2 separate regions of the Pan troglodytes genome follow, and region 2 is linked to region 1. The links are chromatin contacts, called in public Hi-C maps. All regions are on one chromosome and are shown on one strand. The core of a region is the stretch at or near the end of the contact, and the rest is flanking DNA. Distances in the headings are between cores, read along the strand shown. Region 1 has its middle 28 kb from the start of MBNL2. Region 2 overlaps MBNL2 (muscleblind like splicing regulator 2).

Region 1 (3,520 bases), core at 497-2,996:
TGGAAACAATGAGGAGGGGAGCATAAGAATAGCTTGGTTGTGACCACTGGAACCCAAAGCAGCACTTGTCTTGTCAGCGCTGTGTTATCAATCAGGAAGGCAGCCGTGGCTTCTCCCGGGAGGCAGGCACCAAGATGAGGAAGCCTGAAGCTCTGGGCCCTGCAGAGTCCTTTCAGTGCAGGGGGGCAGAGAGAAGGAGCGTGAGGAGACCCACATGGGAGGCACGCAGGAGGCCCTCCGTGTATGTCTATGGAATGGGCCCCTCAAGGAGCCGCTAAGCAGCGGGAAACTCCACCCACTGGCTTATTCTCACCCCTGGGCTCCTCCATCCACTCACCCTTCATAGAGCCCAAAACAAAGACAAAACTTGTGCCAGCTTCAGAAAGGTCAGTTCTGATTTAGACCTTTGGTCTGACTTGAATGGCATCTCTTAAATACTGAGTTAATTAAAGAAAGGGCACAATCTACAGAAACCCATTCTATCAAGTTCTGCCTCAGAGAACGCCCGTTAGCCTGACATAGGATGTTTCCTTAGTGTTGTCGTTGCCTGTTGTTGGGCCCTCCAGACAAGCTCAGCGCCGTAGTGGCTCCATGTTCGAGCTCTGTTTTGTAAGCCATCTAGCATTTCGCTTCCAAGGGTGGAAGGCTGGAGTGGCAGAGGAGCTGAGAAATGTAATATCAGCCAGTGAGAAATGCAGACTGGAACCTGAACCGTCTTTGGTTCACATAGTCTTGGTTGAAATGATGTGGTCATTTATCTCGATGGATGTTTGTCCTACTCAAGACAGTTTCTTCCTAAACCAGGGCAAGACTTTCCCCCTCCCCTCCTTTCTCCACTTCTCTTCTTCCATCCCCTCAGCATTGAATCCTTCCAGTGCCCAGGAATTCCTCCAGATCCTATACGTTCCAGAAACAGGCAACCTCCTGCTCATTCAAGGAATGCTGGAATTTAATACTGTCTGTGCCACCTTTTTTTTGCCCTGAATGATGAATGAGTGAATGAATGAATGAATCACATAGAAAACACCTTGTCGTTTCAACTTAATTCTGAAAATACATTCAAATGTATTTTTGTGCTTTTTGCTGAGTTTCTACCTGAAACAGCTGCCCATCCTTTTCACACCATTGGCAGTTTCGTGTGATTTTATTTTTTCCCTTCCTCAGATTTCCTGGTTACTTTTTTTTTCAAAGCATGAAGCTGTAAAAAGAGTGTGGGATTTGGAACTGGGCTGCCTGCATATTAGTCCCAGCCTTGCCCCCGACTCGCTGACAAACCCTGAGCATGCCACTCACCCTGTGAGCCTCAGTTTCCCCACCAGTGAACGGAGACCCAGCCAAGCTCCCGCGAGTTCTGTGAGGATGTACAAAAAAGAGCTTTGAAAAGGTGACATGCAGATGACTCTCTTTCTTTTCTTTTCTCTTTCTTTCTTTCTCTCTCTCTCCCTCCCCACCTCCCTCCCTTCCTCCCTCTCTCTCTCTTTCTCTCTCTTTCTTTCTTTCTCTTTTCTTTCTTTTCCTCTACTGTGTCATCTCCATTTGCTTTCTCTAATGTTCTTCTCTTTTCTCTCCTGAAAACTGGCATTTCAAAAACTGTTGCTGTTGCAATGAGTACTTGCCTTTTAAAAATCTTCAAGTTGCTAAGCAGCGTCAGCCCCCCCTTCCCCTTTTGTGCAGCCTGGTTGCCATAGTATCATCTGAGCATGGTAACAAGAGGCAAAGAGCAATCATTTTTCACTAAATAGGGCTGGGCAGACAGATAAACATGCTGCAGTGTTTCCTTACAACCTGTCTCGAGGAAGGGGGGATGCTGCTCTGTAGTACACAACTCTGTTGCTTTCATCAGCCGCTACCTTGGTTTCCTGTTGGCTGAGAGCGGCTCTCCTCACCTGTAGCTCCTGGCATGTCATCCCACCCCTGGCACAGCACTTCCTAAAAAAGGCTTTTGAAGGGATGCTGCTGCTACTCCCTTATTTGTAGCTATTTAGGGCTAAATGCAGACTCAGATCCTTCTCAGATAGTTGCTAAACATAGAACATTGAGTGTGAATCAGTACTGTGCCTAAAGTTTCTTGTGTCGTAGCAGGTTTGGAGAAGATAATTAATAAACGTCATCGGAGTGACATCAAAGGGTGTTCTTCAAAAAATGGAAGAGGTTAAGAGAGAGATGAAAATAAAGAACCTACTTGAAATCTAACATGTATTTGAGAAATTTAAATCCAGATTCCTGTTCTTCAGCTCACAAGATCAGATACATGATTAGCAAGGTTATGAACTGAAGCACGGGGCAGAGAGGGAAGTTTTTCCCCTTGGTCCATGTAGGCAGGGAATGTCCACAGGTATGGGTTGACTCATTAAAATACGGAGACATTTCCCTATGCATTGGTGCTGCTCTAGTGCACAGTGTCCTCTTAGTGCCCGGCCACCCTCACTCCAACCCCAGGACCCTAGGGGGTCCCCACAACCCACTGTCAAAGGGTTAAGGCTGGCACAGCATGGGGTTCTCCAGGAGCCTGCAATACCCCCACCCCAGCCCCTAGATCTGAGGCCAGCAACTATTCTGATGAGTCAGGGTCACTGCCTTACTCCCTTGTTAAGTCTTAGGAATATCAGCTCCTAAAGCTACCCACATGTACGCCTAACCTTTTTCTAAATAAGTCCATTTTTCTTGTGGAAGCAAAATTTACTCTTCCAGATTAAGCCATCAGCGGAGTGTGCCGCCCTCTGCAGACACCCAGCCCTCTTTGGGAAGACATTCCCTTTGAACTTGGGTCGCAGGATTGAGATGAACAAGCACTGTCACCCCTACTCTCATGCTCGACTGCCCCATGACAATGACACAATTGCCAGGCAGCTGCTTAAAATGAGGAGCTCACTCCATGGCTTCAGGGGGCTGTGTGTGTCGATCCTCTGAGCTGATTTCCCTACATCTTAAACATGCATGGCTCAGAGGGACCTACAAAGAGGCCTTTTCAGGCAAGGGCAGGGCTATCCCCAGACTCCTTTAAACAAATCAACTTCTCCCTTAAAGCGGAACCAAGTTTCCCCTTCCATGAGTTTTCCAGGACCTTTCCTATTCTTGTGTTTAACAGTTTCTGCCCTTCTTCCTTCCTGCTGGAAGCCACGTCAGGGCTAATAAAATGTCTTGTCAGAGGAATCCTGGAACCCAGGAAGGGAGAGAAGAGATTCCGCAATCTGCACTGGCCAGGCAGGAGCCTCCGACATCAGAGACAGACGGCATCCATCCAGCGTCTCTCAGAAGGAACTGCAGCTGCCTCCCTCAGTTACCCCACCCAGGGTCTGCTGAGCCTTGCTCGAGGAAAGTGCTCTGTGATGTCTAAGGAATGCCTCGTGGAAGTCTGATTTGCTTTTGTCTGGACTTGGGAGGAAGCAGAGGTTAGCTGTCAGAGTGCCCTGTATGTATGCCCTTCTGAATCCCAGCTTTCTCGACTCACCCACCTTATTCGTCTACTTGGACTCCCTGATCAAATGAAAAAAGTTTCCCTGTCCATGTGAGTGGTACC
Region 2 (3,520 bases), core at 361-2,860, 260 kb after region 1:
TTTTAAGTGCTGATTTATTTGGGATGATTTTTCTGCACCTCAGCATTCCCTTAGCCGTTCAATTTTAGTAGCAGATAGTTGTCCTCACACACATGAATGCCTTGGTACAAACGTCTGTCTTTAGGACATATGGATTAGATCTATTTAGAGTCAAGAAAAAGAAACATTGCAAATTTTTCCTGGCTATTTCAGAGTAACTGTATTAGAATTTGCATCAAGGCTATGATGTTTGCTCCATCATTTATTGATTCAAATAAACCACAACCCACAGCAGTTGCATTTCATATAAGCAGTCCTAAATTGAAAAAAAAAATTCAATTTAACCATAATTCCAAAGAACATCCTATCCCAAATTAGGTCTCCATATGGAGACTTGGATGTCTCAGAGTTTATGATTAAAAGTGATGATCACATATTCTTACTTCACTGGACATCACCTTTCACAATTTTAGAAACAACCATTATTGCATACACTGTATACACTGAATTGGGAATGGATCTATTATTAGAAATAAAATGTTTATAAATACATCAACCAAAGTAATCTGCTTTGGCCTTTCTGGGAATCACTGATTATGTTTTAAAACTTCCTTTAATTGTACTTGTAATAAGCTATTTTCCCTTTTTTATTTCTCTCCCATGCTTCCTTGCTTTGCATTGTGATTGCATGCCATCTGCTGGTTTAACCCATGATGGCTTGCTGCTCTGATATTCACCATGCCAAAATACCACTTCTATTACCATAATGCTACACCCTCCTGTTCATTGCTCCCATGGTTCCCCTCCTGAAAGTACCCATGATGCACAGCGCTACGTCCGCCACTGTCTCTGCAGCAACAACTCCTGCAACAAGTGTCCCCTTCGCAGCAACAGCCACAGCCAATCAGGTTTGCTCCTTTTAAAGCTTTCTTTCACAAATCCCAAACTCTAAATGAGTGCTGATATTTAAAAAAAAAATTCTCGGTGAGAATTTTTTTTTCATGTTTATCCATCAAATTTTATTTTTTTAATTAGTTTATAGCAAGCATTTACAGACAGGTTGCACTTATTTAGAGTTAACATTTACTGCAAATAATGATGTAGCTATGTTTTGTGTTGCACTGTTTGTTTTCGTACCTAATATTGTGTAATTAACCTGACAGGCTTAAATTCCTTTTAGTACAGCATTACCTATCCAGTGGTTTGTGAATGGCCACATAAAAATTGTAGACGCACACCCATGGGTGCTTCAAAACTGGCTGTATTTTAATTCGGTTCATTCAGACCCTATCATCTGTGTGGAGGAAAAAAATCTCCTCTTAGAAAGAGTCATATTTGAGGCCTAAGTGTCATGTTTGAGGTCTGAATAATTCTTATGATCATTTGACCTCAGTCTTAGGTTCTGCCAAACTCACTTGGTTCCTACCTTACAATCTGCTCCAATACTGGCCTAAGAGCCAAACCATCCGGAATGAAGAGTCATGGGTGCCGCTGAACTCACAAAGGCTGGATATAACTGATGAGGAGCATTTAACTCTGTTGGTTTAATGCATGTGCCAGTGAGACCATGGATGTACTATTTCGTAGTGACAGCCAGCTGCTATTTCCTACTCTGTGGTCACAAGCTGACTGTATCCGTGACCCTAGCCTCCCAACTTGCAAACATGTGCTCCTAGCCACAAGGAGACAGCGTGAGGGTGAGTGAGCAGAAACTCTCACCTCGCCTGGAAGAATACTTCATTGCGCATGCCCTCCCTTCACAGAAGAACAATTTTGGTTTGGTTTTTAGTTTCATGGGTTTTTAAAAATAAAATCAGCTCTGCTAATAAAAGATGACAAGGGATAAAAGAAATTAGGGGAAATCGTGTTGGGGGATCACGGCAGTCCCAACCCGCATTCTGCAGGCTGGGAGGGCTGAGTCATGCTGCTTTCCACATTCAAGTGAATCCACGATTCCAGCTCTGCAGGTTTCATCCCTACAAAGAGAGGCGTGAGTGGACAGGAATGCAGGAATAAAAGTTAAACCCCGTGACAGTGCTGACTGTGGCCTCAGCATTGTGACAGAACAGGAGAGAGCAGAGAGTGGGGGAGGGAGGGGAGGCCGAACAGCAGTGCAGAGGCAGGTGTCAATCAACTGTGGACGATTCTTCAGCAATTCACTCCCACCTCTAAAATGCCAACCTGTCCTCTAAGGAAAGCCAACCCAGCTTCGAAACAAACAGAACAAAGAACAGGCAAGGATTAGTTCCTTAGCTGGGAAGATGATGATTATTATTATTATTTAATGTGGGATGGGAGAAGGGAGTGAGACTGTTGGCATCTTTCCATTATTAGGTCCAAAGCTCTTCTCAATCACTCATTCTTAATAGGGAAGCTGGATACCTGTTTCTTTCAAGTCTGAAGTCCTGCCTCCTTGAACTATGTTTATGTGATTTTTGACCCAATTTTTATTACAAAGTCCTTTTATAAAAAAACAAGTTTGGACTGAGTGCAGTGCCTCATGCTTGTAATCCCAGCATTTTGGGAAGCCGAGGGAGGAGCATCACTTGAGCCCAGGAGTTGGAGACCAGCCTGAGCAACATGGTAAAATCTGGTCTCTACAAAAATATGAAAAAAATTAGCCAGGCACGGGGTGCCATACACCTGTAGTCCCAGCTACTTGGGAGGCTGAGGTGGGAGGATCACCTGAGCCTGGGGAGGTCGAGGCTGCAGTGAGCCATGATCATGCCACTGCACTCTAGCCTGGGTGACAGAGTGACACCCTGTCTTAAAATAAAATAAAATACAAGTTTGAAGTATAATATAGCAGTATTTGTTACAGTGAAATTCTATATGATAAGTTTAGCCTTTTGGGCACTTAGAGATCTTTTTTAAGAAAGGAAAAGAAGCCAAGATAAAGAAATAGTTTGGAGTTGTAGGATAAATTTTTTTAGCATAATAAATATTTGACCATGTGTCATATATATTGTTCAAGCCTAGTGATTCTTTGGCTCCATTTAGTAGAAAAAAAACTTTGAGAGAGAGATTCCATAGGTATATTCAAGTTTGTGTGTGTGTGTGTGTGTGTGTGTGCGTGTATGTGTGTGTGTAGGGAGGCAGAGGTTGGAAGCATGGAATATTCAGAAGCTAAAATATATCACTTTCAGGCAGGGTGTGAGTGGAAAAGGAAATAAGTTGAGGTTTCAACTTCTTTCATTGCAAGCATAGCTGAACTTTGATTTCAATTTAATCCAAAGAAATGTAATTAAAGGAGTACCTGACAGTAGCTTCAAGAATCCTATATTCAGTGTTTTGCAGTTTATCAGATGTAATAGTTGCTGCTGGATTGCACTTAAATGATGAAGAGAAATCCTTTAGCAGCTCTTAATGCAGGTCTGCTTGCAGATGAAAACCATGGAAAAATAAATAATAGTGAACACAAATTTCCAGATATGATATTCTTTATGTATTTTCAATAAGTTTCAAAGAGCAAAGCATCAACAAAAGACCTTGGCAATTATTTTAGCATCCAGTCATAGGAAACCCAGGGCTTGTTAATGAC

Evidence for each region. Hi-C and Micro-C count contacts between places; a contact is called where the count stands out from the background.
Region 2: a contact with region 1 is called in a Hi-C map of stem cell-derived neural progenitor cells, with 4 times the contacts expected there. The contact joins two enhancer-like sites. A contact is called at or near these places in 3 of 7 Hi-C or Micro-C datasets (induced pluripotent stem cells and stem cell-derived neural progenitor cells) and 1 of 1 other capture datasets (stem cell-derived neural stem cells).

What each region holds. Positions count from the first base shown.
Region 1 is chr14:102,712,150-102,715,669 of NHGRI_mPanTro3-v2.0_pri, forward strand. No RefSeq gene overlaps it. Among named protein-coding and RNA genes, the nearest start is that of MBNL2, 28 kb to the right of the region's middle. Within about 2 kb of position 1,747, at least 8 of the 24 cell types and tissues checked have an H3K27ac peak or open chromatin away from gene starts, as enhancers often do. A contact at or near this core is called in stem cell-derived neural progenitor cells and stem cell-derived neural stem cells, where this site is marked.
Region 2 is chr14:102,967,436-102,970,955 of NHGRI_mPanTro3-v2.0_pri, forward strand. MBNL2 (muscleblind like splicing regulator 2) reads left to right here. Exons shown (of 8, transcript XM_054665484.2): 7 at 793-887. Among named protein-coding and RNA genes, the nearest start is that of RAP2A, 67 kb to the right of the region's middle. Within about 2 kb of position 1,611, at least 10 of the 24 cell types and tissues checked have an H3K27ac peak or open chromatin away from gene starts, as enhancers often do. A contact at or near this core is called in stem cell-derived neural progenitor cells and stem cell-derived neural stem cells, where this site is marked.